Linked DNA regions of Sus scrofa: region 1 is linked to region 2. The links are chromatin contacts, called in public Hi-C maps. All regions are on one chromosome and are shown on one strand. Each heading gives the region's core, a stretch centred on a gene start, on an enhancer-like site or on the middle of the called end of the contact. The rest is flanking DNA. Distances are from core to core; before and after follow the strand shown.

What was found. Hi-C and Micro-C count contacts between places; a contact is called where the count stands out from the background.
Region 1: a Hi-C map of undifferentiated spermatogonia shows a contact between it and region 2, with 1.9 times the contacts expected there. The contact joins two enhancer-like sites. A contact is called at or near these places in 9 of 47 Hi-C or Micro-C datasets (embryonic fibroblasts, epiblast stem cells, fetal liver and 6 more).

The regions. Positions count from the first base shown.
Region 1 is chr7:117,896,388-117,903,040 of Sscrofa11.1, forward strand. No RefSeq gene overlaps it. Among named protein-coding and RNA genes, the nearest start is that of VRK1, 43 kb to the right of the region's middle. Within about 2 kb of position 2,019, at least 4 of the 83 cell types and tissues checked have an H3K27ac peak or open chromatin away from gene starts, as enhancers often do. A contact at or near this core is called in undifferentiated spermatogonia, where this site is marked.
Region 2 is chr7:117,776,478-117,782,906 of Sscrofa11.1, forward strand. No RefSeq gene overlaps it. Among named protein-coding and RNA genes, the nearest start is that of PAPOLA, 100 kb to the left of the region's middle. Within about 2 kb of position 3,049, at least 1 of the 83 cell types and tissues checked has an H3K27ac peak or open chromatin away from gene starts, as enhancers often do. A contact at or near this core is called in undifferentiated spermatogonia, where this site is marked.

The sequences.
Region 1 (6,653 bases), core at 769-3,268, 120 kb after region 2:
AAGAAATTAGATAATATGATAAGTACAGCTCTTGACTTTGGCAACATTGTGACTGGGATTTGGTAATTTCTATTTTCCTGGAAAAAATTTTAAATGAGGCCCCCCACCCCCCAACCCCTTCCCTCTGTGGATAGAAAAGGATTTTCATCTCAGTGAACCTGCTACAACCCCCAGGCTGGGGGACTGGGTGACGTGGAGGTTCGTAGAAGGCACTTTGGAACCAGCTTATAAAAACGAATGCTTTTTCTCTTATAGGAAATGTGCAACATTCTATCTCAGCGTGGAGAGAATGCGGATCTCATCAATGACCACTTTTCATGGACTTTTCAGATTTGGAGCAGTTCAGAAGCCCTTTTATACCCTCTGAACCCTCACATAGGTGCTGAAGAGAATAAAGATTTCCTCCTTCCAATCTTCCCAGACGCATATTTCACGATAGGAACCGTCATCAAACGAAGTAAAAACCGAAGCGGGTGCACCTTCTACCTCCTCTGCCAAAATAGACCCAATCGGCCCTCCGTACGTCCTCTTCTTGTTTTTTTTTTTTCTTTTTTTTTCTTTTTTTTAACGCGTGTGTGCTGGTGCGCCTGCGATATTAAGCAGCTAACAACAATCCGAGAATTAAGTTACCACAATTAGGAATTAGAAGCAGGTGGCATAATAATGGTGCTTTTTTCATTTCATTTATTAGCAAAAAGAGAGAGAGAGGAGCTTCATTTATTTTCATCAGCGCCTCAGTAAAAGCATAGCAATTTGCAACACAAAAATCATTTCAAGTACCTCAGCCTCTCACAACCCTCGTTTTCTTTTTTTGCTTTAAAAGCCTTTTAAAGTTCATTCTCCCCAACCCACCCACCCCCAATTCTGAAAGGGGTGTGTGTGTGTGTGTGTGTGTGTGTGTGTGTGTGTGTGTGTGTGTCTTATGTGGAGTGGTTAGTGCTAGTGGGATTAGACCACTTGTCCTAAGCAGGTTTGGGGGTGCCGTTTAGAGCCAGGGTTGGAGGAGCGGGATCTCTGGGTTAAGTGGCATCTTAAGCCCTGTCCTCCTTTTGGCCATTCACTTAATTTTACACGGCTGTCTCAGTCTTGCAAAGATTCATTTCGCGTGCCACCTCTCCGCTAAAGTGCGCAACATCTCTTTGCATGGCAACAGCCACCCCAGCCAGCGACCCTCGCTTCCCCCACACACCCCGCGGCGGGCGGGCCGTCTGCACCCTGCACCCTGCACCTTGGGCCCTGCAGACCCGGTCGTTGATTCTCGGAGGCCGCTCCTCTTGGAGCAGCGACCCTTGCGCGCCCTCTAGCGTCTCCATCTGGGATCGATGGGCTGGCCCTCCGCGAGCCGCGGCCAGCATCCTCCACCGGGGGAGAGGATGCAGAGAAGGGGGCAAAGGGTGCCCGATGCGAGGGGTGCCCAGGCGCGTGCGTTTGCACGAATCCCCTCCGATTCTGGGGCTGGGGGTGGGCGATTCCACAGCATACTTTGGGGAGCCCCTTCCATGTGTGGGGCCTCTTGCTCGTGCTGCCCACATCTGACATTCCCTGGGTCCCAGAGAGTAGCCCCCAGGCCGGGCCAGCGGCCCGCTTTCGTCTGGACCTGCGGAGATCGCAGCGCTCGTGGGGTCGGATCTGCTCCAGCCCTGCTGGCCCCGCGTGACCCTCCTCTCCAGCCGGCAGCCCACCCCTCGGTCTACGCCCTCCCCTTCTGCTCGCTCCCTGGGACCAGGCGCTTCCTTCACGGCGCCCCTGTTTCGTTTTTTCCCCCATTTCATTTATTTTAGCGCGTTGAATCCTCATCCACATCTCTGTCTTGCCGTCTCTCCTGTCTGCTTCTTTTTTCCCCTTCAATTTTCTCAGTTTCTCCTTCCTCGCTCCCTCTTTCCTCTGCCCACGTTTCTCTGTTTCTTCCCTCGCCCTCATTTTCTGCTTCTCAAGCCTCCAACTTTGTATGTCTGCCCCGTTCCTCTTCTTCCTCTCTCCCCTACCTTCCCCCTCTCTCTCCTGTTACCCGGGGAGTTTCACAGATAAATCCCCGGCCTCCTGTTTAATCATCTCTGATGCATGCCGACTTTGTCTTCATCCACTGCATTTGAATTAGTTACGGTCCAAACCTTGGAAGCTGAGCGGCTGGTTTTCGGGTCACGAGTGCCTTCTGCCGCTCAGCCTGGCCTGGCTGTTTGTTTTCGGTTTGTTTTGTTTCGATTGTTTTGTGTTTTTGTTTTTGCTATAAAAACCACAGTGTATAGGAATTCCTTTGGAATTTGCCGTGGGTATCTGAGGAGTGGCATTAGTGAGGGTAGAAAGGGGGTTGGATGGTGGTGGGGGCCGGTGAGGGGAACAGTTAGCAGGGAGAGAATCCTCAGCAGGCTCTCAACATCCCAGGAAAATTCGAGCTCCTTCCTAGAGATTCGGTAGCCTCTGGACCAGGCACACTGCTCTTTAGGATATGCCCAGTTTCGTTCACTATCGAACTCTTCCAGGGTTGTTGGGATTTGAGCAAGGGATCAGCCACCCAAATCATGAAAGAGATTCAGATCAAAACAATGGATTAGTACATTCACCTATAAAGTGAGCAAAGAGTTGTACAATCAAACTCAGGGCTGGTGAGAGAGGAGAGAAAGAGGAATGCACGCAGAGGTTAGGGAATATACACGGATAGAGCCCTTTTGGAAAGAAATTTGGCAGTCGGCATCAAGAACCTTTGAAATGCTCATACCTTTTGACCCAGTAATTCCACTTCTGGGATTCTAGCCCAATGAAATAATCTGAAAAATGGATAGAGCTTGATGCCCAGAGATGTGAATCGAGCTGTCATTTATGAAAGAAAAACTGGAAATAGCCTAAATGTCCAACAGAAGTGGACTGTTTAAGTAAACTATGGTCTATCTGCCTCCTTAAATTGGTGCTGGCATGGAAAATCATGTTTGTAAGGACACGATGATGAAACAAAAGCAGGATTCAAAGCTGAGTCTACTGCGTGATCACAGCCACACTCAACTAAGTAAAAGTCACACGCAGAAAACCCCATCATAGTGTGGCTCTCTGCATGGTGGAAGTAGGGGTGATGTCCTCCCTTACCCTTCTCGCTCTCTTTTGACTTATTTTCTGGAAGGAGCATGAGTTTCCCTTTAGCATAGAATAACACAGTTGCTTTTCTTTGTCCTTTTGAAAGGAGGTTGTGAAAGTGACAAGGGCTTGGAGAAGAAAGGTTCATATGATGGAAGGGAAGGAAACCAGGTCCCAGCATGAGCTGGGGCAGTGAGATACAAGCGATGGAGGGATCGGATCCTAAGATGATGGGGGGTGGGGGTGGGGTAAGGGGCAGAGCGTGGGTTCTGGAGAAGAATGGACGTGGGTCGAAATCCTGCCTCCGCTCCCTGACCTGAGCAGTGCTGGGCTCTGCTCAATGCTTCCTGCCACTGTGGCTCTTAAATGTGGGCTTGGTTTCTTCAACCTGACCCAGCCTCTGTGTGCGTGACTTTTGTCCTTTGTGGCCATTGTCATCTTCTTTTATGCTGATGCCCCAACGAGGAAGATGCATAGTCGCCCTCTTGGGAGAGAAAGCTACTTCTGGTCGGGGTCTTAGCCCAGACCTAAGCCTCTTTTGCCTGCCCTTGAGCATTCCTATAGCTCTGGGCTCCTGGGACAGCCAACGGTGATGTAGGTTGAGTCCCACAGCGTCAGCTGAACCGAATGCTGCCTTGGAAGTGGTCCAAATTGTGTGGTGCGTGCTGAGCCCCTGCTTGTGCCAGGGCTGGAAATTTCTTGATGACAGGGAGAAGACATCCAGCAGGAGTCTCACTGTGGACAAGGCACTCGGCAGGCTTTCCTTTCTCCCTCCCTCTCTCCCCCCTCCCCCCTCCTTTCTCCTCCCTCCCCCTCCCCCCTCCGTCTGTCCGTCCTTCCTTCCTTCACGCAAGGCTGACCCTGGGTAAAACTGGGAGGTTGAGGAGGAAGGTTATTTTAGATGACCTTTCACCTCCCATTTCAGAATTTCTCCTCTCTTGCCAGAAATTCATGCTCTCCCTCCCTCTGACCCTACAGCGCTGCCCCATGGAACATTCCATGATGCTGGAAACGTCCCATAATCGGTGCTGCCTGATATGGTAGCCACCAGCCACATGTGACTATTGAGCACTTAAAACGTGTCTACTGCCACGGAGCAACTGAATTTTTCATTTCATGTCATTTTAATTAATTTAAATTTAAATCAAATAGCTACATATGGCGGGGGACTACAGTATTGGATGGCGCAGCCCTATAAAAACCTGTCCTCAATTCTGCCTCTGGTCTCCTGCAAACTCATATCCATCCTTCCGACCCAAATGTTATCAGCTCCTCAGGCCTCAAGCCTAAATGTCACTTCAGGGGTGTGTCATTGCCAGCTCGCACCAGCCCAGCCAGCTCCCAAGAGCACGTGTTTCCATCTCTCTAACTCTGAAGTGACTTCACATTGTGAGAGTCTTGTGAGAGTCTTTCCACCGTGGAATTGGGCAGGGCAGGTCCATTTTCTCCATGGAGCACGTGGTTAAATATTTACCTGCACACCCTTGGGTAACAGAACCACAACGTACACACCCTTAAGAGAAAGTGCCTCCCTAACGCTTGCACGCTGGGCACCTCCCTTGCCTTACCCTCTTCCCGACTCTGCTGAGTTAACTTCCCACGGGCTTCCTGGCATCAGATTGGGCTCGTGGTCTGGGATCTGGTGGGTTCCACCACTTATGTCTTTCAGCCGATTGGCACACGGCGTGTGTTTGTTTGCCTCCATGGGCAGGTTTCCAGTTCCTTGAGAGAAGGGAGGTGTTGTGTTTGGCTTGGTGCTGAATCTCCGGGGCCTCTCACATAGTAGGTGCTTGATAAGTACTTGTTGGATAAATACACAAAAAGGCTTAGGGGAAAGGATTTGGGGACTTCTCTGGGTTCGAGTCTTGCTGCACCTCTTCCCACCTGTGTGACACTGAGTATGTGCCCCCTCTGTCTGTGTCCCTGTGTGTTTTGTCTACAAAATAGCCTCTTTTCTGTCCACCTTGTGGGGCTTTTGTGAGGGTCGAAGAAAATGCCGGAAAGCTTGGAAAAGCCATGTGAAGAAAAGATTTGCTTTCAGAAACCTAGGGACATTGGGGTTCCTGTTTGTGGCTCAGCAGGCTAAGAGCCTGGCTGGTATCCATGAGGAAGGATGTGGGTTTGATCCCTGGCCTTGCTCGGTGGTTTAAGGATCTGGGACAAGCTGCAGCGTAGGGCCTAGATACAGATAGGATCCCAGGTGCGGCCCTAAAAAGACAAGGAAAATCCAGTGACATTTTTTTTTTCTTTTTTCTTTTTTAGGGCTGCACCCCTAGCATATGGATGTTCCCAGGCTAAGGGTTGGATCAGAGCTGCAGCTGCTGGCCTACACCACAGCCACAGCGGCTCGGGATTCCAGCCGCATCTGCAACCTACACCACAGCTCATGGCAACCCTGGATCTTTAACACACTGAGCGGAGGCCAGGGATCGAATCTACATCCTCGTGGATACTTGTTGGGTTTGTTACTGCAGAGCCACAACGGAAACTCCATCAGGGACATTCTGAATGCTCTTCGCTTCTCTGCCATCTTTGGTTGGGGCATCAGAGAGGGGACCAAGGGACGGGGTCTGTATTCTCCCACTGATTTAACTGAAATGGGACCCCCCACCCCAACCCCAGGACAGCCACAAAGTAAGGGAGAGGGCATGTCCATTTGCAGGGAGCCAGGCCCCCGCTGGCCTGGAAGGAGAGGCTGCAATTCCTTTACCTCCCTCAGCAGGAAGCAGTCGAGGCATATTCTGTTCACGGAGTGGCGTGAGGGTACAAGGTGGACTCTCGGATGCGAAACTGCTTTCTCTGACATTTCAGAAAGAAGCTCTCTTCCGAACGCCCACAAATATTTGTCAGTTGGTTTTTTATCTCTTTGAGAAACATTCCCCCCCATACCCCTCTGCCCCCGCATACCCCCCTGCCCCCCCATCACATCTGCGATGCCAAAGACCATCACGGGCATTTCGGCTTCTGTGGCCTGTGAACGGTGACTGCATCCCACGGCTGCTCCAAAGGGGTTAATTGCATCTAAGCATTGGAAAGCGATTATCTAATTAAACTTTGAAATGGAATGGTAAAAACACTGGGTGACAGACTGTCTGTGGGAGGGTCCCCTGAGGTGCTCTCCGTTTATTGCTAATCATCTTTCCTGCCCAGGCTGAGCCTGTTTCCCGCAGAGCACATGCTCAGGCCCCATTCGCTCCAGCTTCAGACTCACTCAGGGACGGGCCAGGCAGGGGCCCGTCCGTTGCGTTGCGGGCCCCGCCTGCCTGGATGCGGCCGTGGTGCCCGGGGATCGGGGATCGAGAAAGCCTTTGGTCCCAGGTCTTCAGCTCCCCCCTTTCTATTTAAAATCAGACGTTTGTGTCTATATTTAGAAACATGAAATCAAAGAAATTGCCAGTGTTGGGAGTTATTCTGGATATTTATGGAGACTGCCCGGAACTTTGAGGTTCTGAGACCTCGGATGCCAGCCAGAAAGGCCACGCGTGTGTTCCTCACGTTTAAATCTGCCCAAAGTTAGGTTCTTCTGAGCCGGCGCCCGCTGGGCACCCTGGTGGAAGCGGAGGTGTGTCTGGACCACGTGGGCTGGA
Region 2 (6,429 bases), core at 1,799-4,298:
GGTGCCTTTTTGATGGCTGAGTAATAGTCTATTGTATATGTACCACATCTTCTTTATCCATTCCTCTGTTGGTGGATATTTATCCCCCAACATTTATTTTTTTAATTTTTTATTTTTTTTGTGTCTTTTCTAGGGCCACGCACACGGCATATGTAGGTTCCCAGGCTAGGGGTCCAATCGGAGCTGTAGCTGTTGGCCTAAGCCACAGCCACAGCCACAGCAATGCCAGACCCAAGCCGCGTCTGTGGCCTATACCGCAGCTCATGGCAATGCCGGATCCTTAACCCACTGAGTGAGGCCAGAGATCGAACCTGCAACCTCATGGTTCCTAGTCGGATTTGTTTCCGCTGCACCACGATGGGAACTCCTATCCCCTAATATTTAAATTGGTGCATGGCACATAGTAGGAGTGTCATCAGTGTTTGTCATATGACCTGACACAGGCGCTGCTTGGCATAGCCTCTGAGGTCCAGGCTGCTCTGTTTCCATAAGCCTGCTCCAAACCTTCTTTCCTCTTTCTAACGCTCACTCATTTCTAAAGACTGGGCTCATGGAATTCCCTTGTGGCTTAGTTGGTTAAGGATCTAGCCTTGTCACTGTGTTCTGGTTATTGCTGCAGTGCTGTTTCGATCCCTGGCCCTGGAACTTCTGGGTGTGCCCTACCCCCCCCCAAAAAAAGGACTATTCAGCACACCCTCCTCCAGGGAGACTTGCCCCTCCACTGGCTGGGCCAAGTGCTGTCTGTCCCCCAGCAGCTCCTGTGCCCGGGCTGTCACAGCTCTGCCCTCTGTGATGGCTCCCTGCCTCCCACAGGCTGTAAGCTCCCTGGAGACACAGAGGCCCTCAGCCTGGGTGGCGGGACAGGTGGGATGCTTGAATACCACCCGGGCAAGGCCAGTGGCTAGCATGGGGGTGCAGGGGAAGCTGGCTCTCAGGGGTCAAGACCCTGCCCTGTGTCAACAGACCCGACTCCTGCCTCTTGGTGTCTCTGTTGGTTCCTGTCATCCTTCCTTAGTGGTTGGTCATCCTTTGGAGAAAGTAGTTATGGCCAGATCTGGGTGCAGCCCGGGAAGCATAGGAAGGAGCTGGGTCTCCCGGTGTCACCGTGGTGGGCAGGGGAGGCAGCCCAGAGACCCCAAGGGCCAGGTCTGAAATCAGGGGTCAGAGCAAGGGTCACTTGGGCCCCTGGACATTCTTGCTTGGAGACTGTCTTTTCAGAGATAGACTAGGATGTGGTTCTGGGCGTGCTGTCCTTGCAGCCATTTCCCTGGTGGAAAGAAGAAACGTGACCCTCTGGCTGCTAGGGGGCCATGGGTGACTGGGGAGATGGCTCTGCCCAGACCTCACATTCACAGCCACTCCTGTGCCCTCCGATCTAAAGAGTGTCCTTCCCCACTGCTCCCCCCCCTCCGTCACGCTGCAGGTCCACTGGGGGCCATGCAGGCCACCAACACTTGTTTTCCTCCCTAACCAGTCCTAACAACATCCTGCTGGTAGGTGTCATTGTCCCCATTTCCCAGGTGAGGAGCCCGAGGCTGAGAGAATGAACCAGTCGAGGCAGAGCCAGGATCCAGCTGTGCTTGGGCCAGTTGCGTTCCTTCTGGCACCTTCCGTCGCACCCTCTCTGTCGGCAGGCCCCTCTCCTCCCCACAGTGGGGCTGTTGGGCTTCCTTTTCCAGGGCTGACAGCTCATCTCCTAGGTTTGGAGACTCATCTGCAGGACAGAAAGAGCTACTGGGCTTCTGTATGTTCAACCCATGGCAACATCAAGACCTGAGGGAATGAAAAAGCGCCAGCATCACTTGGTGACACAGCTCCTGATTCCAAAGTCCAGTCTAGGAAAAGCCCAAACCCTCCGAAGAACTGCAAGACTGGAGTGCAGAGGGTCTCCTGCCGCACGGCCGCTCCTCACACCTGGCCAGCTCCTTTCCTTCTTCCTTGGCTCCTCCCTCGACCTCAGGACCTTAGCACATCCCCTGCCCTCTGCCTGGAACAGTCTCCTTCTTGACCACCCCCCCCCCCGACTGTTTCCATGCAGCGCATTTGGTGAGTTTCACTGTTGTCGTCACTTGCTCTGGGAACCTTCCCTGACACCCCAAAGACCAGAAGTTTTTGTATTTGTCCTTGAAAGCCCAGGTCACAAGAGCAACGGCTCATCTCATGACCTGGCCCTGTCGTGGGTTGTCTCTGTGGGGCAGGAGCCAGCGCCACTGGCCTCACACCTGGATTAGGTGGTGCTGAGAGGCGATCGTACCCCTGTGCAGGTGGATGGACGGATGGACGGATGGACGGATGGACGGATGGGTGTTTCCGTTCCCTGAATGAGGCCTTGAAACCCGCAATGGTGGGGTCAGTACGTCCGTGTGTGCCAGTGACCCCGGGAGGACCCCCCGGAGGTGGCCCACACACCGGTCCCCCCATTGGTTAAAGCCTCCTCTAAACTAAAAAAAAAAGACCCTTTGCAGTGTTCCTGCTGTGGTGTAGTAGGTGAAGAATCTGACTGCAGCAGCTAGGGTCACTGCGGAGGCTCTGGTTCAATCCCTGCCAGCCCGGGAACTTCCACATGCTGTTGGTGCAGCCATAAAATAAAAAAAAAAAAAAAAAAAAAAAAAAAGACATTTCCCTTGTGGCTCAGTGGAAATGAATCTAATATCCATGAGGACGAGAGTTCAATTTCTGGCCTCCGCTCAGTGGGTTAAGGATCCAGCGTTGCTGTGAGCTGTGATGTGGATCTCAGAAGTGGCTCAGATCTGGTGTTGCTGGGGCCGTGGTGTAGACGTCAGGCTACAGCTCCGATTTGACCTCTAGCCTGGGAACCTCCATATGCTGCGGGTGTGGCCCTAAGAAGACCAAAAAAAAAAAAAAAAAGAAAGAAAAGACGCTTCTTTCTCCCCCTCCCCCAGTCTCCACATTGGATAAAATGACGCGACAAGCCTCGCGACCTCGCAGTGTCCACAGGCTGGGGAGCGGGTGTGCGGAGGAGAGGGGCCCGTGTCCCTGGACTTCCTTCGGCTGGCCCTGCCCTGTCGCCTCCGCGGGTGACATGTACGCTTCTCTAGGCCGCGTGGCGGAAGCCTGGGGGCCTGGAAGGCGGAACGAGGCTGCGAGGCTTCCTCGGGGGCCGGGGCAGGTCTGCGCTGGATGCCTCTCTGAGCCTCAGTTTCCTCCCGGGGATCGCGGAGGCGATGCCGAGGGACTCGCGGGGGTGCGGGGGAAGGGAGAGACGATGACAGGCCTGCAGGGGGCACCTCCTACCCTCACAGCCATCGTCTCCCTCGCGGGCGCCGTGATGCGCAATAACCACATCCTGGGCATCCACGTTTTTGTGGTTTTCTCCCAAATACTTTCCCGCCTGAAGGAGTGATGGGGAGCTGAAACCCCTCCTCTCCCACGGCGGACCCCCCACCCCCACTGCCCCTGTGGGGGTCCCTGCCCACGTGCCTGCCTTGGGGCCGGGCCTTGTCCGGGACCGGGTGTCCGGCTAACGTTAGCCAGGCCTTAGCACAGAAAAGGCGTCTGCTTCAGCTTTGCTAGATGCCGGCGCCGACTGAGGTCTTGGTAAGTGACAAGTATGTTACACCCCAGCCCCCTCCAGTCAGAAGGAGTGACCCCACCTGCTTCTTCCACTTGGGCAGCTCCCAGGCGTTTCTCTGGCACTTCTCTTGTTGGCATCTTGGTGGATGTGGAGGAAAATGACCCATCCTTAAAAATTTTTTTTAATTTATTATAATAATAATAATAATAATTATTATTTTTGTCCAGCATGCATGCAGGAGCTTGACCTGGGATCTCAGTTCCCAGACCAGAGGTCGGACCCACACCCCAGCAGTGATAGTGCTGAATCCTAACCACTAGACCACCAGGGAACGGCCCCCCCAAAAGACCCATCTCATCTGAACCCAAGCTCTTTCTCCTCTTTCTGTGCCTGTCCAGCTGGCTGCGCCCTCCTCAGCTGCCTGTAGACACGGTCCCACCAGGCCCTGAACTACTGGGGGCCTGGCCAGGAGGATTCTGGAAAATTCCTTTCCCGCTGCGCAGGGATCTGGGAGCCTGTGGAGAATGAGGGGGCCTCTGGCAGCCCCCTCCCCAGCCCAGCACCCCCGCCCTGAGCCCCTGCCAGGCTGCCTATCGTGTGGTCACAGGCTTTTGACGCTGTCATTTGTATATACTTTTCGTCTGACTGTGAAACTGACATGTGTCCACTGTAGGAAATGCGGAAAGTGCACAGATGACAAAGGCGCAGACGGCTACGGTGACCATTTTGCTCGTGGACTTTGCTGTGACTGCCTCTCTTTGCTTTTCTTGCTTCTTTTTTTGAGGAGGTTTTTCTGAGCTGTCCACTGAGTTTAAAATTCCTTCAATCATATTTTTAAGTTCTCAGGCCCTTTTCTTGCCCTCTGGTTTTTCCTTTTATTGTTGTTTTGTTAGCATCGGTTTTTTTTTAAAGGTCCCATTCTTCAGAGCATGGTATTTTAATGATTTCTGAGGCTATCTTTTTATAATTTTTTTCTTTTTCTACCTTTCTCTTTTATCGCCTGGGTCTGTGGTATATAGGAGTTCCAGGACCAGGGACTGAACCTGCACAACAACAGTGACCCTTGCCATAGCAGTGACAATGCTGGACTCTAGATTGCTAGGCCGCCAGGGAACTCCTTTTCCTACCTTTCTGTTAAAAGCGTTTCTCCAGTTCTGGTGACTGTGCATGGTGATCCTTGGTTGTCCTTCCGTAGTTAAGAGTGAGGCACTAAAACCCCAGTGGAAGCTCAGCTGCAGGAGCAGGGCCTGTGGCCTGATGTTTTTCATAAAGGATGATTGGGTGGCAATCTAGTCATTATCTTGGGGGTTCTCAACCATCAGTAACTCTAGATCTTTCTGTCATCAAAGAGGACTCTCCAAATCTCCTGCGAGGGCCAGGACTTTTTGTGGAGGGCAGGGGGCATAAGCCCACCTGCCAAGAGTCCTAAGTGAGGATAGGGGGCCGAGTGTCCCACCATATTTCCTGGGCAAAGCTCTTAGCCCCCTATTCTCAGGAAGTTCTTCACGGGGGCCTTGATGGATGTGGGGTTGTAGAACCACAACCCAGTTTATTTTTACTGCAAAGTAGCCATTATTCCAGCCTTCTCCTGGGGTGGGAGGGGTAATTTCATGGGCACACAGGATGGGGGTGGGTGGGATATGTGGTAGGGTCACCAAAAGTTTTGCCTGGGGCCATCTTGGTTTTGGCATCAGAGGTCCTACCTCCTAGGAAAGCCCTCAGGCCCAGAAGACCAGGACGGCTGGTGCTTTTGCTATCCTGACAGTGACCTCCTACCCATCCTGTCTTCAGCCCCATCTTAGCCTCCAAGCTTCACTCATCCTTGGTCCTTCTGGTTCTTGGGCCTGACTAGGAGTCTGTGGAGGGATCTGGCTGCTTCTGGTTGCCCAGCCTCCTCCCCACTCCCTGAAATCAGTTGAATTTTAGCTCTCCGGTGTGCTAAGTCCATTACCACTGATTCATCAACTGTCCATCTTCCAAAATTTTGTTGATCTTTTTCATCTGCTGGGGAGTCATTCTTGCTTACTTTGTTATGAGTTTTTCTTTTTCTTTTTTTTTCTTACTAGGGCTGCACCTGCCACATATGGAAATTCCCAGGCTAGGGGTCAAATCGGAGCTGCAGCCACCAGCCTATACCAAAGCCACAGCAATGCCAGCTCTGAGTCACAACCATGACCTACACCACAGCTCATGGCAATGCTGTATCCTTAACCTACTGAGTGAGGCCAGGGATTGAACCTGCATCCTCATGGATACTCGTCAGGTTCATAACTCACTGAGTCACAGCAGGAACTCCTTGTTTTCTCTTTGGAGCTTCAGTCTGAGGGTGTGTGGAGTTCTGTCTGTTCACTTTTTGATAACTGCAGGGTGGCTGAAAGTGGGAGACAGTGCAGCCGAGGGAATAAGTCCTTGTCAAGACCCAGGGGCATCACTCCGTGGTCCCCGACTATGAAAACTCCTCTGTCAGGGTCTGCTTCTTTGGGTGTTGGGAAGAGCCCTTCTGTCATGGGCTTTAGATGGTTCTCCAGTTTGGAGTGGCCTTGAGGACTCCCTTCTGTCGAGTTGTGGGTCTTCTAACCCTGTTTTCGTTGGGCCATAAGGAATCCGGGCTGAAAAGGGGGATGGCAGGTGGGCTCTTGGGTTGAGGCCCTGAAGAGAGATGGGGGTGGGGACAGGGACAGGGGCTAAGGCCTGGCCACTTGGATACCTGGGCCCAAGGGGGATGTGCCACTGGCCAGCACCCACTCTGACCCAAATATTTTCAACACCTACCTGTTTGGGCCCCATCTCTGAGAATGGTACATGGGTGGTCCAGCCCCACACCTGCCTGGTCTGGGAGGACTCCCTGGAGCGACGGCATATGGATGCTCAGGAGGTATGGGGACCCAGAGGAC